Regions from separate parts of the Triticum aestivum genome. Here region 2 is linked to region 1. A link is a contact called in public Hi-C data. All regions are on one chromosome and are shown on one strand. Each heading gives the region's core, a stretch centred on a gene start, on an enhancer-like site or on the middle of the called end of the contact. The rest is flanking DNA. Distances are from core to core; before and after follow the strand shown.

Region 1 (6,234 bases), core at 52-2,551:
TTTCATGAGTATAACATCAAGAATCTGAAGGAACATTACAGATTTCATGTGCCCTACACCTTTGCTAGAATGGATGTGGAAGGGTTTTTATTTTGAGAGATCTAGCAACTTGTTGGCTTTCATATATATTCGGCAAAGAGCAGGGTGACAAAACGGTGGCATGATCAAAGCGATCACAGGGAAAAATCAGAGAAAAGATTAAAAAGGGTTGGCAACATGCCAATCTCTCATCTGGATCCCCGAGAGGGGTCTCTAGGCATCGTGCACCTGCTAGTCTCCAAAGCTCCATGGCCCTATTTGGTTGAGCTTCAGGCACCAAATTCATTTTTGCCAGTGAAGCTAAATCTAGAATCTAAAACAAATCCCCTCCGTTTGTAAATATATGCCTTTTTAAAGATTCCAATGCGGACTGACTACATACGGAGCATGCAAAACGAGTGAATCTACACACTAAAATACGTCTATATACATCCGTATGTAGTCCGCATTGAAATATCTAAAAAGCCTTACATTTAGGAATAAACAGACTATTTGAAAACAACTTTGTTAGTGAAGCCAAAGTTGCCCGTGAAACTTAGTCTAGAACTTGAGACAAACAACTATTCTGAATCAACTTTTGCCAGTGAAGTTGAATCCGGATTCGATTCATTTTCAGTGCAATTTGTTGAAGAACCTCATAGTGTACTTCGTGGTGAAGTTGATTCAGCTTTGCCAAATCCACAGGTGATTTGAATCCAATCAAAACTGAAACAAAGAAAACAACTTTGCCACCGAAGAGAATCCACAGGTGATATCAATCCAATCAAAGCTGAAACAAACAGGGCCTTAGTGGCGAGTGCCGATACTCCAACTTTTATGTTTCTATAATTGCTTCCTTCTGCAAAGAACCTTCCTTGATTGGCGCACCCCAATTTTTAGTTTGTGACCGGTGCATCGCAATTTTAAAGCTTGTGACTAAATTGCAAATGCATGACAAAGTTCAGTGACTCTAGACGCAGTATACTCTTTTAGCCTTGAGATCATCTAGAGTTTATAGACACCAAAGACATATGTCACACTCTTTCATCTAGAGTTCATCCAAATCCAACCAAAATTGACCGGACCGTCGTTTCCACGCGATTTCCCTCCACTAGCACGCCCCCAACACGTTCGACGTAATGCCCGAGAGGGACGCCACTGCGCCACGGCCCCGCATGTGGGCCGCCTCCCTCCCCCTCCCGGTACCGTCGGGGGGTTGACGTCGCTGCGACCGCGACGCGGAGCGGTGGGCGGATGGGAGTTAGTTAGGGCTTAGGGGGGAGAGGCGTCGCTCGCCTCCACACCAGATTCGCATTTTATTTTCTTGACTCGCCCGTCCATGTCACGCTCTCCTCGCCTCTTCCTCCCACCCGTTTCGCCCCCCTTCTCTTCCCCGCCGGAGCACTCCGCCGCGCCTCTCCGGCCGTCTCCGGCCGACAGGCAGTACGAATAGCCGCGGAAGACCGGGCACGCGGTGTGGCTGGAAGTTATTGCGGTTCATATAGCATCCCACACACGCGCAGTTCCAGCCCCGTCCGTGCTCTGCTGAATCCAAGGTCGCTGGCGCGTACCTCTCCTTCCCTGAGGTAAGAAGCCATGGCTTTCCCTTTCTCAAGTTCCAATGCTGTTCTGGGGCTTCTTTTTCATGATCTGATCCCTCTGGGAGCCTACCGTTGACATTTCCACCAAAATATCTTGTCGAGTCCACCCTCAGATGGATAATGAACCATTATCCCCTTTTTTTGTGTACCTGAGATGTTCCATTTCAAAGCAGATCTCACCTAATTGCTTGCTCCAAGTTCTAGATAAAATTTGTGAGTGGCGATTGTCTAGGAACATGGCACAGCCTTTTGCTTATGTGTTCTCCGAATTTGATAAATTGAAAATCACATTTTTCAGAGGGAGACTGATTGCTCTAGGCACTGGAAGTATGAAACAAGATTCCGAGCAATAGTCACAGATATTCAGTAACATATGCACTGTTTGTATCCTAGAGCATCAGTGCCCATTATTGAAATCTATGCGGAAAATGAACTAAATGAGATACTAATGGAGATGCAGGCCTAAAGCCTTAAATTCAACTTCCTCCCAATGTTGGCTTTTAATGCAAATAAGAAACTCAGCTGCAGGTCTCTCTTAGCTTATTTCTGCATGAATTCACTTTTTGCTGCAGGCACAAGGGTCGTCCACCTTCGGATGCACAAAATGAGTCGTCATCCTCCAAGGGATCGTCATCCTCCAAAGGATCGTCACCCTCCAAGGGATCGTCATCATCGGCTGAACAAAATAGATTTTCATCATCGGGTGGACAAAATGGATCTTCATCCTCCAATAAAGAAATACATGGGTTGGCTGAGCAAAGTTGTTAAAAGTTCGGTAAATAAAGTTATAAGAGGACAGTACGACGGGAACTTTAGTGAAGGCTATTCAACCCAGCACGCTACGTCACATGTACTGCCCAATTTTGCCTTTTTCTTCTTTGCTGGAAATAACTAGCTGTAAAATGTTCATTCCTAAAAATGCATAGAAGCGAATCATGATTCTCCAAATCTTAATTCTGACTATCATATATTATCGTTTTATCATGCGCTTCCTTGTCTGTTTATTACTCTCTCAATTTGAAATTGCTCTTCTCTGTGACAAATCACATGGGATAAATCAGTTGTGGGAAGTTTAAATTTGAATGCTACAGAAGCATAGATAGCAAGGGATCGAACAATTTGTGCTTTATTTTTCAGGAGCCACTGCATTTTTATATAAATCAGGGCGCACAACGTGGTACATGATTCCAAGATAAAATGAACAGCTTTATTTTTCAGGAGCCACTGCATTTTTATATAAATCAGGGCGCACAACGTGGTACATGATTCCAAGATAAAATGAACAGCTTTATTTACTTCACTGTTGCTAATTTGGTTCCAATTATACTGTAGGGTACACATACCAGTGACAATGAAGACATTGATCGTGCTATTGCATTATCCTTATCAGAGGAAGGTCAAAGGAAGGGAAAGGCCATTGGTTTGTATTATCCCAACTAAACCAGTTTTGATAATCTCTAGTTTAGAGATTCTTTTACCTAGTTGCATGTGTCATTAAAGTTTCTTAGTTTGGAATAGCAGTTCTAGGTTAATGAGCATGTCCAAATATGTAAAGTTGATAGAAAGAATATTTTTAATGTTTTGTCATTTGCTTTTACTTATGAACCAGATACTGATGATCATTTAGAAGATGAAGAGCTTGCACGGGCTCTGCAAGAAAGTCTGAAAGATAAACATCCTCTTCGTCAGAAGATTCCGGCGGGGGGAGTTCACTCAGATAGTACTCCAGCAACTAGCCTACTGCCAGATATCTTGCCATCAAGTAGATCGAGGTATTTGTTATAATGTTACATTATGATTCATCTCTAGTTTCACGATAATTTAGCTTGTGGACTTGGAAAAGTTTGTTTTTCTTTCGTTGACACTTGACACCACTGAGTGGCGCTTGCATTGCATGTTGCATTAGTGTGAAACAGTGAATAACAATCTACTGTGTTGGTTTTTCTAACTAATTGATTTTATAGCAAAAAAACACATGCAGATATATTTGGTTGAGATGTGCTTCACTTACATCCATTGCTGTAACTTGTTGATCTCACAAAAGGTGAGAACGTATACGATTCTGGATGTTTAACTTCATGTATCATCAGCTTGGGGGATGAAGCAAAATTCAGGACATGTAATAAAATAGCATTAGGCCATTGATTCATGACCAGCTTCATAGCATGATATGAGAAGGTACATGCCTGTGGGATGACAACGAATACTAGGGCATTCTGTTCATCAGGCTTGTGAACAAGGCTGGGCGCCTCGCGTTTGTGAAAGCCATCCTCAGCGCGATCCCCATCCACCAGCTGCTGGCTCTGCCCCCCCAAGAAGACCATCAAGGCGCTCGAGAAGATCCAACGTGGCTTCCTCTGGGCCGGGCGCACGGAGGCAAACGGCGGACACTGCCACGTCAACTGGCAGCGAGTTGCCCGCCCGATCCCTCTTGGTGGCCTTGGCGTCCGCGACCTCGCGCGCACCAGCCTCGCGCTGCGCACGCGGTGGCTATGGTTCAGCCGCACGGACACTACCAAGGCATGGGCAGGCCTCGACCTCCAAATTCGATGCTGAGGAGCGCGCGTTCTTCTTCGCCTCCACTACCATGCAGCTCGGAAGCGGCACAGACGCCCTCTTCTGGGAGGACCGATGGATCGGCGGGCGGTCCGTCCGCGAGATCGCCCCGCTCCTATACGCGTGCATCCCCAAACGCCGTCGCAAACTCCGGACTGTTGCGGATGGGTTGGCGGACAATCGTTGGGCGCGAGATATCCAGGGCACGGTTGGCATCCACGAGATCGGGCAATGCCTCCAGCTTTGGCACAGGATCGCGGGCACGACCCTCTCTGCCGAGCCCGATTGCCTCATCTGGAGATGGAGCGCGAACGGCGTCTACTCGGCCAAGTCGGCCTACACGGCCACTTTCGCCGGCTCCACGACCTGCGCCGCCTGGAAGCTCACCTGGAAACACTGGGCACCGCCGCGCATCCGCTTCTTCCACTGGCTCGCCCACCTCGACAGATGTTGGACCGCCGACAGGCTTGCTCGCCGTGGGCTGCAACACCCCGCACGGTGCCCCCTATGCGACCAGGCGCCTGAAACCATGCACCATCTCATCCTCGCATGCCCCTTGGCCTGGCAAACCTGGCACGAGACGCTAAGCTGGCTGCGGATCCCGTGCACCCCACCTGACGACGAGCCTTCGCTTCTAGACTGGTGGCAATCGGCGCGACACTCCACCCCTGCGCCCATGCGCAAAGGCCTCGGTATCGTGACCCTCCTCGTCCCATGGATGATATGGAAACACCGCAATGACTGCATCTTCAACGGAGCGCGCCCATCTGTGAACACCATCGTAGCGAAGATCAAGGAAGAAGCTGCCCTTTGGGCAAATGCGGACGCGCTAGGGCTCAAAGCCATTACCCCCCAGACTTGGGATGTCCACTAGTCCGGTCTCTGTAATCAGCCTCCTAGGAGGAATGTAACCAAACTCTCCCTCTTTACAATGCAATGAAACGCACGCTCTCATGCGTTTTCTCGAAAAAAAAAAGTGTGGTTCATACTCTGCAACCTACTTTATACAATATAGAAACAGCAGAAACCGTATCTAAACTGCTGATCTAAATCATACTGCTCAGTCCAAGATCAGGATGTGATTGGGACCGGGGATCAATATTTTCAAATTGAGTTTGTACTCCACTGAAAAATCGTTCATGTAACAATGACCACTAGTATAGTTTTACATTTTATTCCAAGCGTATGGGTTGTAAAAGTGTAAGCTCGGAAAGACTTGGGTAGCGTTGAGGCTTACCGGTGGATGCAGGTAATCCAGTTGACTGCTATACGGCGGAACTTTCCCCGATTAGGAACGTTTGATTAGTGTTGGGAGCGTATGCACTGACTTGTTGGTTGGGTTGATTATGGGTAAACAATGTAAACATATGCGTTGTCCCGGCAATATTATGTATTAGTTACCTTCATTCCATTTTACTTGTTTCCGGCATAAATGTGGTCTCGATATAGACCTTTGACCATCCATATCCAAGTATGTTCGTAAAAATATAAAAATTTATAGTGAATGAAATATTTTTTGCAAAAAGGTAGCAATATTGTTACAGGTGACAAATTTGAATACTTTTGGTAGTCAGACAGTCTTTTCGAAATTTAACTGCATAGTGACATATATCTTCCGCTTACCTTTAAGTTATGAAACAATTCTCTCTTTGCATGCTGCCATTGTTAAGTCACACTCTTATACCTGCCATATGAAATCAATTGTCTCCTCGAGTTCTAATACCCTTACTGTAGAGTAAAATAGTGGAAACCTTGGGCTCTCAGAACTCAACTCTATTATAAGATGGTAGAATCATTGGGTTCTGTCTCCATTTGTTTTCGCCAGGAGCTTCTTTGTTTTGCATTTTTAATAGATATGGTGCACCATATTGACTCATGTAGGGTTTGTGCTGGATGTAAAACTCCACTTGGACATGGACAGTTTCTCAGTTGTATGGATTCTGTTTGGCACCCTCAGTGCTTCAGGTGTTCAGCTTGCAGTGAGCCAATATCAGACTCTGAGGTACAAAAACTAACACATTTGATTTAACATACTTCAACTTGTGATAAAATTATAAAT
Region 2 (6,251 bases), core at 1,389-3,888, 290 kb before region 1:
CTCTTTTCTCCAGTTCGAGAGGGTGCTGTGAAATCACTGAACAAAGGGAAATGAAAAGATATCACGATGTGCTAAAATGAAAAGATATCATGATGTGCTAAAATTCAGAAATCAATGTGTAAATTCAGAAATTCAGAAAGGGACAGGAACTGATTTGGTTTTGCAAACCTTGTAATTTTGGCTGTTCTTGTTGATGACGCTGCCCTCTGTGATTTCTCTACGGTTTTGCCTTTAGTCAGCGCAGGCGCAGGCCTCACATTGTTGGGCCGGATGCTACTCAAAACCGTTTTAGATTCACCAAGCCGACTCGTGGCGGTGTATGTAATTTGTTTCCTCTGAATATGCAACATGGGCAGACAAACAATTCAGCATGTGTGTTTCTAAATTGTACCACCATTAAATTGATCTGGACCTGGAAATGCTCACCTGCTTCTCGCCACAAGCCAGTTTTTCTCTTTCCTTTCCATCAGGGCATCTTCCAGTTTGCTGCATCACATCACAGTAGCACATAGAACAATGAGTAACCACAGGTGGTAGTCGAAGAAATCTGAAATCTAACGTTGTGCACTCCTGATTCAACTTACCATCATCACTCGTCTATTTTCGTCCTTCAGTACTGGCATGGCGTTCTTCTCGGCGACCGTCGGTTTTCTTTCTGGAATTGCATCTTTCAACACCTGTCTTTCCTAAATGCAGCACAAAGAGTAAAGGCCTTTCAGCAACTGAGTGAAAAACCTTCACAAAAACAAGCAATGGGGGGATGCAATGCAATCATAACTCACATCAGTCCTTAGCCTGAATGGCCTTAGGATGGTATTCTTCTTAAGCTTTCCTCCCTGCTCCGCATTCACTACCTTGTTCTGCCTTTTAAGCACCTGCATTTAGTCATGGTAGCATTTCAGGTTCACCATATGCTACCCACAGCTAAACCATGGCAAACCACATCACTAACGTCAGAGTTTCAGTACCTTCTGAGGAGCATTCTCATTGTTCTCCTCCGACTGCTTGCTGTTTTCATCTTCTTCTTCCCGATTCAAGGCTTGCTCGGCGAGCTGATCACCGCACGGCGCATTCTCCTTGTCGTCGCCGTGAATGTCGGGCTGCAATGGTTCCGCCACCTCAACCCGTGATCCCTGTAGCACCTCCTTGGGTTCTTGCCCCCAATTGCGCCTTGCAGTTCGTTTGCACGAGTTCTCATCCGCGTTGATGTTCTCACGGCCACTTCGGTTCCCCCCATCTGTTTCGGCATTGGCGCATTTCGCCGAACAGCCTAAGATCATCATCTTCTTCCCACTCCTTGGCTCCTGCACTCTCTTCGCCGCCGCCGTCTCCTCGCACTTCTTGGCGATCTTCGGCGTGGGCAGCTGCGACAGGTACCTGCTAGGCACCTCCCGGCACGCCAGGTTGAGCTTCTTCATCTTGGAGCAGACCTCGGCCACGGGAGGAGCCTGGCTCTTCGCCGGCGTCTCCTTCTTGGGCGTGGTCATGAACAGCGCCTTCACCACCGTCCCCTTGATCTCCGCCGCCGCCGTGGCGACCGGCCCCTTCTGGTACTTCACGCTGAGGAAGGGCTCCTGCCTCGGCCGCACGGTCTTGCTCCTGGGCGTGGTCAGAGCCTTCTTCCTCGCGCTGGACGCGTCGACCCTCGCCGCCTTGGTCCGGACCGGGGAATCCCTCAGGCCGCGAATCCGGTGGCCCTGCAGCCTGTCCCTCGCCGCCTTCTCGGCCGCCCCCGTCGCCAGGCTCAGCCTGGTCATCCGCGTCCTCGGCGGCTTCGCCGGCGCAGAGTGGGGGCATTTCGGCAGCATCGAGCTGCACGGGGTCAACAAATCCGATCTAAATAACAGTCCAATTCAGGCCGGCGGCCGGCGAGAAAGGAAATAAATTCACATCAGAGACGCGCACCTCTGGTTTCTCCTGCTGATGGCCTTCTGCAGCCGCACGTTGGGGCTCCTCGCCGCCATGACCTGCGGGGGGAACGGATCAGAACTCGGTTCCGTCAGCCGTCGAATTCAGTCACACATCAATCAAACACGAGAATTAGCAGTGAATTACCCGCATGACGAAGCTCCTGTGCAGCGCCTCCGGGTCGACGTGCTCATGACTCTGGTCGCAGCCTGCATATCGTACGGGTACGGATTACGGATCAGCGCCGAGGCGAATTTGGTGTCTTTGCGTCTCAGATCCGATAGCGAACGCCGGCGGTGAGGGGCTGTGCTTGTGAAAGGGTAGAGGATGATTGCGTACCTACGCGGAGGCAGAACCAGGAGGGGTCGTCGGCGGGGCAGGCGGCGTCGGGCGCGGTGAGGTCGACGAACTTGGGCGCCTCGATGTCCTCGTAGAAGACGCTGTCGTACTCCTCCTCCTCCTCGTTGTCCTGGACGCCGAGGCTGCGGGGGATCTCCATCTGCGCCCGGTGGGATCGACGATCTAGCTAGCTAGCTCGCGAGAGCGGCGGGCGGCGTCGGAGATGGTGTTCTGCGGCGAGGCTGTGGGCTGTGGCTGCTCTGGCTGGCTGTGGCGAGTTGGGCGATGGATTTTTGAGTCCGATCCGGGAGCGGCTGTGGGGAACTAGCCGTTGGAGCGGCGGCGTTTCCCTTTTTTCTTTTTTGAAACCGTGGGCCGTTGGTGATGTGGCAGTAAATAAAGAGATGCTGTAAAGTAACACCGGGCGTGAAGGTGAAAGTGAAACCCGGCCGTGCGGAGTAGAAGGCGGCTAGATGTGCACGCACAAAGTTACGGAGTACCGGATTTACATGGAGTATATTTATAGTATGAACCTAGATTACCCAAACCGACTATGACGTGTACACTACACGGACACGCATACGATACACGGGATTAACTCGTAAGGGTGACTCCAATGCACGACCACAAACGAGCCGTTTCGTTTGGATTTTGTCCATATAAGGATGGCAAACGGACATGTCCGTTCGCTTGCGGCCGTGTGACCGCCGGTGCGCCCAAGTGACCCGCCACATCCCAAACTGTCCGTTTATTCAGACTTCAAATTTAACAAAAAAACCAAATAATATTGCAAATAATAAAAAAACATTAAAACGTCCACAATAGCCGAGTTCACCACATTAATATAAACAAAAACTTAAAAAGAACATTAAAAAAACTAGATAAGGGTCGTCGCCGTCGATGCCGCCATTGACTTCCGTAGCAGCCGTCCTACTCGTCCTCGTTGTCGTCGCCGGTGAGGTCGACGTATCGAGGTGGCTGCTAGAGGTGGGCTGGCGGCCCCTGCCAGGCCGGAGGCGTCTGCTGTGGCGGTTGCGGTGGCACCTACACAACCTCTTCCCGTGGCGGGGAACGGGCCGGCGTCCACCTCAGGCGTGCACGACACAATCTCCGTCCAAGTCCCGGACTGCCCAACCAAGGCCAGGTTCCATCCCATCGGCTCCTCCTCCCTAGGCGCCTCTGCCCGCACGTCCTCCAGGCCTCCTCCTTGACGTAGGCGTCGAGCTTTGGGAAGCGATGTCGGCAGCCGCTGACAGGGCCATTATCTCCGTGAGGCCCTGCCATTGGCGCTCATCGTGGGTGTGGAGGGAGTCCTCCATAACCTGCCTCATGAGGCCCTCCTCCTCCTCGACCGTCATTGGCTCGGGTCGTGACGGCGACGACATAGTAGTCAGGCCGCGAATCAACCTATGCCCGCGGTGCTGGGGCAGGCTGAGAGCGCGCGCGGGGCGGACAGAGCGCGCCCGCTGTGGGCTCGAAGGACGGCCGACAAAGAAAGATTGCCGACAGATGTCATGCTCGTCGCAGAGCCATGTATCCCAGAGCGGCGAGTCGATGGCGCACCTCCAGTCGTCGATGAGGTCCGACGGCAGGCGGGCGCAGCGTCGATTGATCTCCTCCCGTCGGGCGCGGCCGCTCACCGGGACCGGTGGGATGGGCACCCGATTCATGGAGAGGTGCCAGTTGTTGGGAAGGTGCACGTCGCCCCACGGCAGTGGCGTGCGCATCTCCTAGTACCTCTTGCAGATCCCGCCTTGATGTACAACAGCTGACGAGGTGGGGCGCCGTCCGGCGATATATGGAATGCGGGCAGTGGAGGTGGAGGTGGAGTGGGGGAGCGACGACAATGGTCGGACAACGACCCGACCTCGTGCCTCGTCCTGCGGCCGGGGAGGCACGCGTCACTGCGGGTGGAAGTCTGGAATCCCACTGGTCCACGACTTCCACACTAAAAAAGACGACGACCGCTCGCCCGGGGTGGCTGGTAGGTGGGTTCGCCCAAGCTTGCACCGTAAACGTGGACGGTGGGAGGTAGATGGGCGGCTGCCACGCGGGCCCGAGGCGGACATGGAGCGGGCGCGTGGGCGTCTGATACATCCCAAACGCATCTACTTTTTCAAACACTTTCACTCTTATTTTGGACTCTAATTTGCATGATTTGAATGGAACCCGGATTGACGCTGTTTTCAGCAGAATTGCCATGGTGTTGTTTTTTTTGCAGAAATAAAAGTTCTCGGATTGACATTGAAACTTTACGGAGAATTATTCCAGAATATATAAAAAATACTAGCAAAGAGAAATACCAGAGGGGGTCCACCAGGGCGCCAAAAGCCCAGGGGGCGTGCCCTAGGGCGCGCTGGGCAGGCTTGTGGGCCCCTAACAGCTCCCGCAACCATAACTCCAACTCCATATGTACCTATTCATCTAGCAAAAACCTAGAGAGAAGGAATCATCATGTTTTACAATACGGAGCCACCGCCACCTCCTGTTCTTCATCGGGAGGGCTGATCTGGAGTCCGTTCTGGGCTCCGGAGTCATCATCAACCATCCGTCATTAATACGTCTCCAACGTATCTATAATTTTTGATTGTTCCATGCTAATATATTATCTGTTTTGGATGTTTTATATGCATTAATATGCTATTTTATATGATTTTTGGGACTAACATATTAACCTAGAGCCCAGTGCCAGTTCCTGTTTTTTTCCTTGTTTTAGAGTTTCGCAGAAAAGGAATACCAAACGGAGTCTAAACGGAATAAAACTTCCGCGATGAATTTTCTTGGACCAGAAGACACCCAGGAGACTTGGAGTGCAAGTCAGAAGAGCCACGAGGCGGCCACAAGGGTGGAGGGCGTGCCCAGGGGGTAGGGCGCGCTGCCCCGACCTTGTGGGCCCCTCGGTGACCCCCTGACCTAGATCTTCCTCCTATATATTCTCAAATGTCCCAAAAACTTCCATGGGAGCTACAAAACCACTTTTCCACCGCCGCAACTTTCTGTACCCATGAGATCCCATCTAGGGGCCTTTTCCGGCATCCTGTCGGAGGGGGATTCGATCATGGAGGGCTTCTACATCAACACCATTGCCTCTCCGATGAAGCGTGAGTAGTTTACCACAGACCTACGGGTCCATAGCTAGTAGCTGGATGGCTTCTTCTCTCTCTTTGATTCTCAATACAAAGTTCTCCTCGATGTTCTTGGAGATCTATTCGATGTAATACTCTTTTGCGGTGTGTTTGCCGAGATCCGATGAATTGTGGATTTATGATCAGCTTATCTATGAATATTATTGGATCTCCTCTGAATTCTTATATGCATAATTTGATATCTTTGCAAGTATCTTCGAACTATCGATTTGGTTTGGCCAACTAGATTGGTTTTTCTTGCAATGGGAGAAGTGCTTAGCTTTGGGTTCAATCTTGCGGTGTACTTTCCCAGTGACAGTAGGGGCTGCAAGGCACGTATTGTATTGTTGCCATCGAGGATAACAAGATGGGGTTTTCATCATATTGCTTGAGTTAATCCCGCTACATCATGTCATCTTACTTAATGCATTTCTCTGTTTTTATGAACTTAATACTCTAGATGCAGGCAGGAGTCGGTCGATGTATGGAGTAATAGTAGTAGATGCAGAATCGTTTCGGTCTACTTGACACGGACTTGATGCCTATATTCATGATCATTACCTTAGATATCATCATAACTTTGCGCTTTTCTATCAATTTCTCGGCAGTAATTTGTTCACCCACCGTATTAATTCCTATGTTGAGAGAAGCCTCTAGTGAAACCTATGGCCCCCGGGTCTATCTTCCATCATATAAGTTTCCGATCTACAATTTTAGTTTCCTATTTACTTTCTTTGCAATCTTTTACTTTCTGTTCCATAAAGCAAAAATACCAAAAATATCACTTTACCGTTTATCCATCTATATCAGGTCTCACTTTGCAAATAACCGTGAAGGGATGGACAACCCCTTTATCGCGTTGGGTGCAAGTTGGTGTTT

What was found. A called contact is a pair of places that touch in the nucleus more often than the background predicts.
Region 2: a contact with region 1 is called in a Hi-C map of leaf, with 7 times the contacts expected there. The contact joins the promoter of LOC123096075 here to the promoter of LOC123096071 in region 1. A contact is called at or near these places in 3 of 5 Hi-C or Micro-C datasets (all in leaf) and 1 of 1 datasets of contacts at active chromatin or transcription factors (leaf).

What each region holds. Positions count from the first base shown.
Region 1 is chr4D:44,997,079-45,003,312 of IWGSC CS RefSeq v2.1, reverse strand. LOC123096071 (protein DA1-related 1) reads left to right here and starts at 1,301. Exons shown (of 12, transcript XM_044517667.1): 1 at 1,301-1,604; 2 at 2,192-2,469; 3 at 2,952-3,039; 4 at 3,229-3,391; 5 at 6,057-6,177. The coding sequence starts at 2,215.
Region 2 is chr4D:45,292,704-45,298,954 of IWGSC CS RefSeq v2.1, reverse strand. LOC123096075 reads right to left here and starts at 2,638. Exons shown (of 9, transcript XM_044517670.1): 1 at 2,248-2,638; 2 at 2,056-2,117; 3 at 1,906-1,967; 4 at 969-1,812; 5 at 783-875; 6 at 585-686; 7 at 427-486; 8 at 169-335; 9 at 1-36. The coding sequence starts at 2,407.